Regions from separate parts of the Pan troglodytes genome. Here region 1 is linked to region 2. The links are chromatin contacts, called in public capture Hi-C maps. All regions are on one chromosome and are shown on one strand. Each heading gives the region's core, a stretch centred on a gene start, on an enhancer-like site or on the middle of the called end of the contact. The rest is flanking DNA. Distances are from core to core; before and after follow the strand shown.

The links. Capture Hi-C pulls out chosen DNA fragments and counts their contacts.
Region 1: a capture Hi-C map of stem cell-derived neural stem cells shows a contact between it and region 2, with 2.2 times the contacts expected there. The contact joins two enhancer-like sites. A contact is called at or near these places in 1 of 7 Hi-C or Micro-C datasets (stem cell-derived neural progenitor cells) and 1 of 1 other capture datasets (stem cell-derived neural stem cells).

What each region holds. Positions count from the first base shown.
Region 1 is chr1:92,392,869-92,398,358 of NHGRI_mPanTro3-v2.0_pri, forward strand. It overlaps SH2D2A (SH2 domain containing 2A), which reads left to right. Exons shown (of 9, transcript XM_001167540.7): 9 at 195-525. Among named protein-coding and RNA genes, the nearest start is that of SH2D2A, 13 kb to the left of the region's middle. Within about 2 kb of position 2,098, at least 2 of the 24 cell types and tissues checked have an H3K27ac peak or open chromatin away from gene starts, as enhancers often do. A contact at or near this core is called in stem cell-derived neural stem cells, where this site is marked.
Region 2 is chr1:92,313,129-92,318,570 of NHGRI_mPanTro3-v2.0_pri, forward strand. It overlaps NTRK1 (neurotrophic receptor tyrosine kinase 1), which reads right to left. Exons shown (of 17, transcript XM_003308515.6): 17 at 4,806-5,199. The coding sequence ends at 5,014. Among named protein-coding and RNA genes, the nearest start is that of PEAR1, 9.7 kb to the left of the region's middle. Within about 2 kb of position 1,988, at least 1 of the 24 cell types and tissues checked has an H3K27ac peak or open chromatin away from gene starts, as enhancers often do. A contact at or near this core is called in stem cell-derived neural stem cells, where this site is marked.

The DNA of each region.
Region 1 (5,490 bases), core at 848-3,347, 80 kb after region 2:
AGAACCAGGCTTCCTGATTCCCTGTTTAGTGCTTTGTTCCTTACCACACATCCACAAACTCAAGTCCATAGGAAACATCAGAGATTTCCTCAAACAGGAAGTCTGGCCACTTTCCAGAGTTCTACTGCATGGAGGCCTGGGTGCTTCATTGGTCCCCTCCTGTGGATCCTGGCTTAACTCTGTCCCCCTGACAGGTCTGGCCTGACCCCCAACAAAGAAGCCTGGAGGTCAGAGAAGCAAATGCGGAGCCTGCTCCCTCCTAAGAAGATCCCAGGAATCCAATGGCTCAGTCCTTGGTGATCTAAGACAGCAAAGAAGTGTGCAAGGAGGGCCCTGTTAGCTCCCACTGTCCTGGTTTCTCCTCCTGGAGTCTAATTTCCTTGGCCCTCTGAGCCTTTTGAGTCTGGGCCCTGGTCCAACGCTGCTGTTGTCTGAGGAATGGTTTGGTGAGAACAGATGTTAGAACTTGTTTGTTGATTCTTGTCTGGCTAATAAATCATCACCAACTGCCTTCTCCTACAGGGATTCAAGTCCTCCAGGCTCCTTCTGTTTCTGTCTCTGACTTTCTCTCTCTCATACTGTGGAAGGCAAGGAGTTGAACTGCCACTGCAGTGAGGGTGGAGGGGCTTGAGGATTGACAGACACCAAGGCCAGGAACACAGACCTCTGCAAACTATTCCTTCTCTAGCTGGGATGGGTTGAGTAGGCAGCCAGGGACATAGGGGTGGCTGTACCACCTGAGGCATAAAGAAAGAGGGGCAGAGAGGTGAGCAGTTGAGGGACAGCCCCTTCACCTCCTCTGCAACCGCCCTGCCAAGTACAGGACTGGGGAGGAGGAAGATGTGTGTGTGAGCCCCTTAGAGGACAGGAATCCCCTCGGAACTGGCTCCAGGCCTCTCATCTTCCCAGCCTCTTGGGCTTAGGCCCTTTGCCTCAATCAGGACCCCATTCTCTCCCCTATCCCTCTTGCTTCCCCATTCTCTGCCCAGACCCACTTCAGAGCCAGCCTCCTGTTCCCGTGCAAAGCTCTACACTCTGGGGCTCTGGCATATGCCCTGGGTCTTACTTTTGTCTCAGACTGGGGACTTTCTTTTTTTTTTTTTTTAGACAGGGTCTTGCCCTGTCGCCCAGGCTGGACTATAGTGGCACGATCATAGCTCAGTGCAGCCTTAGCCTCCCAAGTTGCTGGGACTACAGGTGCCCACCACCAAGCCCAGCTAATTAAAATAAAAAATTTTTTTTGGCTGGGCGTGGTAGCTCATGCCTGCAATCCCAGCACTTTGGGAGGCCGAGGTGGGCAGATCACCTGAGGTCAGGAGTTTGAGAACAGCCTGGCCAATTTGGTGAAACATCTCTACTAAAAATACAAAAGTCAGCCGGGCATGGTGGCACATGCCTGTAATCCCAGCTACTCGGGAGGCTGAGGCAGGAGAATTGCGTGAACCTGGGAGGCGGAGGTTGCAGGGAGCCAAGATCGCACCACTGTACTCCAGCCTGGGCGACAGAGCAAGACTCCGTCTTGGGGGGAAAAAAATTATAGAGACAGGGTCTCACTGTGTTGCCAGAGCTGGTCTCAAACCCCAGGCCTCAAGCTATATTCCTGTCACAGCCTCCCCAAGTGCTGGGATTACAGGTGTGAGCCACCATGCCCAGCCAGACAGGGGGCTTTCTAAGGCAGGGCTGTGTCTGCCCCTGGATTATCCTCAGGGCTCAGAGCAGAGACCACCCCTCCAGAGCTGCCCAGGCCTGGGGACTCCTGTGGTCCCATCTGTGCAGCCTGTTCTTTTCACACTCATTCCTACAAGAGGCTAGTCCAGGCAATCAGCGCCAGTCAGGGCCCCTGTACCTACCTGAGGCACAGGAATCTTCCAGACCCTTTCCTTAGGCCACAGTTCCTAGGCCTGGGCACTGCCACCACCATACCACCCCCAGCCTGGCCCAGGCGCCAGCTCCAGTGACTGGCCAATTCCCCTCCTTTCCACTCCAGTGCTAATCAGCTTAAGGAGAAATATGGTTGCTGAGTCAACAGAGTTGGAGTTCCACTTCCCTTTGTTTAGACCTCAGATCTAAATGTCCTCCTGAGCAAGAGGAGAGGTGGGGAGGGAGGCAGAGGGGCAGGGAGGGAGGAGCAGATGGCTTTGCTGAAATCAGAGAGGAGGCTCAAAGTGCCAGAAAGGTCTCAGATTAGACGCAGGGAGTCAGTTACCTCGTGGCTGATTCCTTGGGGCAGGGGAGGAGGCAGAAAAGAGTGGCATATTTATTATACAGCAAGAGACAGAAATTAGAAAGTCAGAAAATAGATTTCTCCAGACTTTGGGGTGTAACAGAATGGGCAGGTGTGGGGAAGGGACCAGAAATGCCTAGTGACCCACTTGATGTTTCTGGAGGAGAAAGCCTGGAGCAGAACAGGGGCAGGAGCAAAGCCAGGGGCAGAGCAGGACCTAGGGACCCTCTTCTTCCTTCTGTGGCTCCACAGAGCATGGGGTGGACACACCAAAGGGGTGGTGGAGCTCAGATGAAGCTATGGCATCAAGAGCCCTGGGTCTGTTATGACCCTGTGCTAACTAGTTGTGCAACCTTCAGCAGGGGAACTCTTTTTCTGTGACACTGGTCCCTCCATTCCTTATGCATGGAGATGCCTCATTTGCGCACAGGGTCTCATTGCACACAAATGAGACCGTGCAAGTGAAGGGCTTTGAAAAGCAATACTGCTGGGGCTAGAAGGGACTTCAGAGACCCTTGATGACAGAGTATTTGGCTCAACTAAAGAGGAAACTGAGGTCTAGAGAGGGGAGGTGACAGGGAGCCAAAGGCAGTCAGGCCCAGGGACCAGATCTTGTCATCCCAACCCAGTGTTCCTCTTAATACCCCAGGGCCCCTCCTAGGCTAAAGGATAAGGTCCCAGTCTTGCTGAGGGCCACAGCTGCAGGCCCAGCCCTGAAGACCAAGGTGGTGGAAGCTCCCTCCCCATCACGAGGGGCACCCCTGCACAATCCTGCTGACTTTACTCCAAGGTGAGGCCTGGGGCTGCGGTGAGACCTCAGGAGGGAGAAGTTGAGTAACTTGTACAATAAAAGCGAACTGGGGCGATCATGCTGAGCGAGACTCCACATGCCAGGAGGGGGAGGGCATTTCTCACCGACAGTCTTCCCATGGTCATTCCATCCCTCCTCCTGCCTCCTCCAGGCAGAGCCTCTCTGGCTGAGCCCACTCTTAGATCTGTGGAAGGGCAGCCTCTCACCCTGTCACGCACATGGAAGACCTTGCTGTGAGCAGAGAGCACTGCTCCCACTATAGGGTCCAGCTTTGTCCTCCAGCCCCTGCCCCTTCAGCTCCACGCCTTACCCTGATGGCTCTTTCCTGCTCCAGCCTCCCCTGAGCTGCCCCTTTCATCCTATCTGCCCCCTCAACTAATGCAGCACAGTCTCAGTAAGGTGATCTGTAACTCTGGCTCAGGGGCTTCTCAGGGGGACTGAAGAGTAACATCACATCCCATGAACCCACTCAGGGAGGGGCGGGGCTGGTCATCACTGAGTCCTCATTTGAAAGAAAGCTGAACTTAGGCCGGTTGTGCTGGGCACGGTGGCTCACGCCTATAATCCCAACACTTTGGGAGGCCGAGGCAGGTGGGTCACCTGAGGTCAGGAATTCGAGACCAGCCTGGCCAACATGGTGAAACTAAAAATACAAAAAAATTAGCCGAGCATGGTGGCAGGCACCTGTGATCCCAGCTACTCAGGAGAATCGCTTGAACCCGGAAGGCGGAGGTTGCAGTAAGCCAAGATCACACCACTGCACTCCAGCCTGGGCAACAGAGCGAGACTCCATCTCAAAAAAAAAAAAAGAAAAAAGAAAAAGAAAGCTGAACCTAGAGGGAAAGGGGTAAAAAGGGGCAGACAGGAGCACGCAGCCCAGAGTGTTCCAACATCCTTGCCACTTCCCCCAGGCCCCACTGAACTTTAACCACTCTTCCATACATTGGGGCTTCTTGGACAGTGAGCTCAGCACCCCGGCTAGAGTGGAGATGTGGCTGGGCCCCTCCGAAGGGGCCAGCAGCGTTGCAGAGGCACTGAAACACCCTCATTACGACAACCGTATCATCTCTGTGAGGGTTCTAAGTCTGATCCTCGTAGACCTCAGCTTCTTCAGCTCCACTGTTCTGGTCAATGTGACACTGCACATCCAGCTTTGCCCCGGCCCCACCAACATCTTCCAGGGCTAATTGGATCCATTTCTGACCAAGGCCTTCATACCTTTCTCCTTCTGCCCCTTGGCTGTTGCTGCCATGCTAATTTTAACCAAGTTATCACTCTTATTTCTCCCTCATTACTGTCTCTGTCTTCTGTTCATCAGAACTTGAGGCTACCACCTCCAGGAAGCCCTCCCAAATAAAGTCTATCCGTTTTCTAATTGTTGGTTATTTCTCAGTGACCAGGAAATTCCAACCACCAAATACAATGCCATCTTTGGTAGAACTAAAAAGTGGCTTTAAAAAAAATGTGGCTTAAGACTCTTGAGTGAACTGAAGGAAGTGGGAGGCAAGAGGACCCTTAGAGATATCTAGCCCAATTCTGTCCATTTCCAGAAGATCTGGGAGTCTCCCTCTCACCATCTTCTGCCTCCCAGCCCAGAGCACTTCCAGCTACAACATGACACAGCCCCTAAAGTTGAATTACTGAATCCCAGGAGTGTGGCGACTCGTATGGGCCGGGCTGCATCTGTAGCATATTGGTATAAGAAAGGAAGCACTGGACTCATTGGAACCTAAGATTTTAGGCCCTGCTGAGCACACCTCACCACCCGTGACGCCCCAGAGGGGCAGATCTCAGCCCTGACCCCCACTGCCTCTGTGAATACTGGGAGCATGGTAGGGTTGAAGCTCCTTGCTGAAGTCTTGGCTGGATGCATGGATCTGGACAACTACAGCCTGAGTGTCCCTGTGGGATGCAGGAGCCCTGTCTGGCTCCAGCCCGAAGTAGGTCAGATTTCAGATAAGCGGGTGGTTTTCCTGTAAGTGATGAAACCCTCTCTGTACTTAATGAGAAACAGACTCCTCAACTTACCCCAGCACACAAAACCAGAAGCTTGGTGAGGTTCCTAAATTCTGCCTCTTCCTTCCCATCCCCAGGTCCCCACCACATACCTCAAATGCCCCTATGGCCTTAGCCTCCCCTCTCTGTCACCAGGACTGCCAAACACTAATTCTTCCCAGTGTTTTCCTGCAACAGTACACTCAAGCATCTATTTCTGGTCAACAGCTCCTCCACCTGACATCCAATGCTCTCTGCAGGAGTTTCCTCGACGCTACTCTCCTGCAGGAAACCACAGTAGCTAAGCCCTACTGGAATCCTAGTACCCTTAGCCATATTTTTCAGTGGTGGTTTGCAGTATGATTTGCACACTGTTTTTGGAATCATCCCATCTGTCTTGCCACTTCTGGGCGTCACAGTGCCTTACAGATAATTGGAGTCTACAGACCCTGTACCTCCT
Region 2 (5,442 bases), core at 738-3,237:
TTCTCTCTCTCTCCCTCTCTCGCTCACTTTCTCTCTCTTTCTTTCTGTCTTTCTGTGTGTGACACACACACACACACTCAACCTTAAAGTAAAGTGTAGTGAACTGAAATCAAGCCCATTCCAGTCTGCTCCTTGCCCAGGGTACCAAGCCCTGACTCCCCTCTCAGCCCTGCCTCACTCCTGCCTCCCAGGCCACTCGCCTCCCAAACTGTGTCTCTGCCTATCTTCCTTTCAGCAGACATGGGTAGCCCAGTGCCCACTCCAGGATATGGGTAAAGGGATTTGTGAGAGTTTTCTGAGCCCCTCCCAACACCCCCGTGAGCCCCATTATAAGACCAAGTGAGCCTGGAGACCTGGCGATCGATATTCCTCAAAGATGAAGACGCTAATAACTTTATCCCCTCTTGTCCTCCAACTCTCGCCTACATTAGCTCTGACCACAGGCCCCAGGCAGCTGGGACCTGCCGTGGGCGGGCCTGGAGCTGAGTAACCCCTTCAGATCCAGGTGGGAAGCACGAGGGTAGACTGTAGGAAGGACTTCCTGGCACTCAGGAACGGGAGGCCACAGGGATAAGGGATACAAAGCCTTTAAGGCATGTTTCCCTTAAAGGTCCATACTCTTGGAGACCTGTCTCAGGGTCTATGAGGATTTGTGCCCTCGGAAGCACCCTTCAAGGGTACAAAGGTCCCTGTCCAATCCCAGAGGGCTGCCCAGAGGCCGTGAGCTGAGAGAGAAATTCTCACTAGGGAAAATCAGGGAGTAGGAGAAGAGTAAACGAGGGACACGGGGCAGGGGAGGCTGGAGGCTCTTCCTACATCAGGGCCTTCTGGATCAGCGCAGGGACCTGGAGCCCACGGGGTGTCAGAGGGAGGGAGAAGGCCCTTCCTCACCTCACACTCTCTGCAGCCTGGCAAGTCCCCTGCAGCTAGAGGGAGTGGTTGGGATCAGGGAATAAGAGCTTCTCTTCTGCAAGCACTATCCCTTCAAAACATACAACCTGCCTCACCTCCACATACCAGGGCTAGGGCCTGGGCTGGCAGGATAGAGAGGAGGAGGAAGAATAGGGAGGGAAAGAAGGAGGGGGAGAGAGTGTTTTTACATAGCAGCTACTAAGGCCAGACCCTACAGGGAGAGCTTTCCACATGGGACTTGTTTAAACCTCATAACAATGCTGTGAGGTTATTGCTATTATTATCCTCATTTTGCAGAGGAGGAGACTAAAGTACAGAAAGGTTGAGTAACTTGCCCAATGTCACACAGCTGGTAAGTGGCACAACCAGATTCCAGAATCTAGAGGCTTAAGCACCAGGAAACATAGCCCTTTAAGAAGAGGAATGGGGCCCAGTTCAGTAGGCGGTGGGTTCAAGAGCCTCTCGTCCCCAGGGCTGGACTAGAAGCAGGGCTCATGAAAAGCGCATGGCCTCTGAGGCTCTGCTTCTGTGGCTCTTGGGTTCTGTCCTGTATCTCAGGCTCTCTGCCTTCTTCTCTGTTCCCTGCACATGCAGGGCTGAGTCTCTGCATGCATCTGGGTTGCCTCTCCTCTCTGCCCCTCCTTGCCCCACCGTGTGGGCTCCTCCTGCAGCTCTGGCCTGTCTTGTCTGTCTTTCCTGCCTCCAGATCTCCATCCTGCCCACCACTCCAGAGCCACTGCTGCTCAAACTTTCCATCTTAGCACGGGAGTCCATCAGCGCTGGGGTGGGAGACAGAGAGAGACAGTCTGGGAGGGTACTGTTGCTTAGAGCAGTGGGGCCACCTCACTCCCCAGCATCCCAGGGGTGCCTGAGTCGCCTGGCAGTTCAGTAAGCAGCGGGCTGAAAGTCTGGATTCCTGGGTCCTGGCTCCTACCAGAAGAATCCCCCTCCCCTACCCCTGCTGGGCAGCTTGTCCAACGCTGCTTCAGGAATTTGGCAAGACAGGCTCTCTCCAGCTCGTACTTAGAAAGGCCAGGGCCTCTGTCGTCTGGAATTCTCTCTAGGTTCTGTCTTTGGCCTGGGGATGCAAGGGGCCACAGGCTGGGTCACTCTCCACCAAGGCTGTCCTAGCACTCTGCCTGTCCTTTTCCTGGAAACCTGGACAGATGCTCTGCTCTCCTGTCAGGAAGCCAGCCCCTGTGGGAGCAGGGCAGGAAGGAGGCAGAGGCTCCTTAGGAAGGCTGAGAGCGTTGAGGGTGGCTTGCACCCCTTCGTTCTTTAGAGACCCCATCCCAGTGCTGGAGGCCCCTGGGGAGCCCCACTGGTCTCTGCACCGCTGAGTCTTTCCTTCTAGAGTAAATGCGGAGGAGCTGGCAGAGGCTTGCTTAGACGGGAGAGTTCCAGCTTCTTTCTTCAGTGCTGGGTGTTCCTGAGGTGCCCACGACCCTTTCTGAGCCCCTGTCTTTCAACCAAGACAGCCCTCTCTGAAAAGGAAGGGGCCTGGGCCAGGTTGGGGGGAACCCAAATGTCCGATCTTTACAGCTTCAGGTTGTTGTCCTGGTCCCAGCCCCCCACGGGGTCCTTGGGGCCCCATTCCATCGATCCCCCAGCAGCTATCCATCTCAGCTGGTGCTCAGCCCCTGGGGTATGTCAGGGCGGGGGCAGCTAATGGACTTGGCACAGCCAGGAGGTAATTAACAGGGAGGGGGCAAGGGCCACAGCGAGGTGGAGGGGGGCACTGTTAATGACAGCAGAATCCAGTGATTGAGGAGGGGGCTCTGTGTCTGTGTATGTGTGTGCATGTGTGTGCGTGTGTCTGTGTTTGCACATGTGTGTCTAGGCCGTGTGGGGGTAGGCCAGGTTCCCTGTTGATGTGCACACCTATCTGTATATCAGTGAAGGGGAGGGAATGGGGTGCTTTCAGGGGAGGGAAATATGGATGCAAGCCCCCTCCTCACCAGTCAAGACAAAGCCCAGGTCCAGATCACCTGAAGGGATTGGAGTGCCAGGCTCCAGCTCCCGCTCCCAGATCAATGAAAGATATTCAGTTCCTTCTCCCATGCTCTCCCGGAATCTCCCTTCCCTGTCCAAGCCTTATTCCCAGAATCCCTCACCTCACCTGCCCAGCTTTTCCAGCAATACTTCTGGTTATGGTTTAAGAGCCTCTGATGTCCCCACATCTGAGGCCTGATAACCTTGAAAATGGTTCACATGCCCTGGCAGCTCCCTCGTGCTACCTGACCTCCAAACCAGCTCTTTAGTGATGCCCCTATCCTGCTCTCTATGGGGCAAACCTCAGGTCCCCTCCTGTCTCTACCCACAGAGCCTCCACGTCTGGGTGTCCCATCCTCTCCTAGCCCCTGCAGAGAGGCTCAAAGGGCACAGGTGAGGGGGTGAGTGAGGTAGAAAGCCCCCTGGGGAGTCCATGATGTCCTCCCAGACTTCCTCTGATTGAGCCACTGCCGTACCTGTGTCTGTTTGCAGCGCTGGTCTCACCCTCTCCCTCCATGTGTGTCCGGCTATGTCTGTGTGTCTGTCTCCATCTTTCTCTCTATCTGCATGTCTCAATCTTTATATCTCCCTCTGCAGTCTCTCTCAATGTCACTATGTCTGTATGTCCTGTCCCTGTCTCTCTCTCTGCACTGTCTCTCCCTCTGCATCTGTCCCTGGGCTCACCTGTTGGATCTGATCCCCCAACTCGGCATCCCTCACCATGTTCCCAAGCCCTTTCCTCCCGATGGCTCCATCTGCTTTAAGTGCCCTCCCTCATAGGGGTGATGCGGCACCAGCCCCACCCATACCCGGCAGGAGAGGAAGGCCTGTGAACTTGGCCCTTAGGGACCAACCACACACACACACCCCAATCCCCCCATCGATCAGCCTGCAGCCCTGGGTCAGTCCTCCATTAGCACTAACCAGCCTGGACAAGAGGCAGACACACCACAGGGCTAGGCCTAGGGGTGATAAGACACAGATTGAATCATGGGAGTGGGGGTGGGGTGGGACTGGCACCCAGGGACATGAGACAGCCATGTGATTAGCCCTGAGGAGCCATGGGAAGCTTGCATTATTGCAGGAACTGGACAGGTGATTGGAAGTGATAGGGCTGAGGGTGGCGGGGAAGCTGCTCCTCCCTGGCTCTGGGTGGAATGCAAGCCTTTGGGTTAGGGAAGGTGAAGACAGGGCCAGGTGCCCTGACATGATGGGACCCAGTCTCAGTGCTGCTGACAGAGCCTCAGACCACTCAGTTAAGGCCAGTCGTGTTCCAAGGGACAGAGGACAGGAGAGACCTCACCTACTCCCTTGGACAGAATGGGACAGGGAGATGGCTTTGTCCTTAGGAAATAGCCTCTTTACACAGTACCTGGCCTCCAGATGCTAATCAAAGCACCTAGAGCTAAGAAGAGTAACAGAGGGGCAGGAACAAGGGGTCCTGCCTCCATCAATCCTTAGTCCAGCTCCCTCCCTTTCCTGCCCCCCCCACCCCCCCCACACACGTTTCTCTCTCATCTGCTGCTGCGTGCTTGCTCTGTCCTGGACACACCAATACAAGGAAGACACCCCATCAACGCTCCCATCCTACCAGTACATCTAACTTCCACCCCTTCCACTGTAGCCCAGCCTTCCTGAACATGAACTACAAAGATTGACAGTTAGGCTCTCAAGGTCTAGGAAGTTTGACCAGAGGCTGCCTCACCAGCAGATGAGCCAGGTGACCATGGGAATGGGATCCAAACTATAGTCAAAGGTGAGAGTGACAGGTCCATGGAGTAGGGGTAGGCAGCTGAGGGGAACCTGAGTGGGGGAAGATCCCAGAGAGCTGTCCCCCTACCTGAATCCCAATGCCTCCCTCCTGGAACGACGTCATCCCAATAATTGGCAAGAGACACAGCCAAGGGATAATAAATATAATTGCTATGACGGGACCTTGCCTAGAGAAGCAGGAACATCCTCTACTCCCAGCCCCCACCTGTCCCCTCCCACATGCTGAGGGTGAATTAGATACTTTGAGATCATCCTGGGGCTGCTGGGAGCTATGGGGGATGCTGAGGGCAGGCCCCAGTATTCCGGCTAACCACTCCCAGCCCCTGGGCCGGCCCCCTAGCCCAGGACATCCAGGTAGACAGGAGGTGCCTGGGCCAGGGCTTGCAGCCGGGCGTGCACATCCTTGATGCTGTGGCGTTGCTGGGGCTCCCGCTGCCAGCAGCCCCGCATGATGGCGTAGACCTCTGGTGGGCAGGCACGTGGCCGCTCCAACTCACGTCCCTGCGTGATGCAGTCGATTGCCTGGGGCCACCGGAGAGACAGAGGAGAAAGTACACTAAGCTGGGGGCAAGAGAGTGAGGCCAGTCCCAGTGCCCTCACTGAGGCTCCCAAGGCAGCTCACACTACTCGTCTGGGCTTCTTAGCTGCTAATAACCCGAATGGACACAGTCAACCCCAAGATTCATTTCTGCTCTGACACTGAGAAGTGAGAAGGATTAAGGCTCAACTCTGGGAAGCTTAGGCTGGGGTAGGATTGCTTCCAGA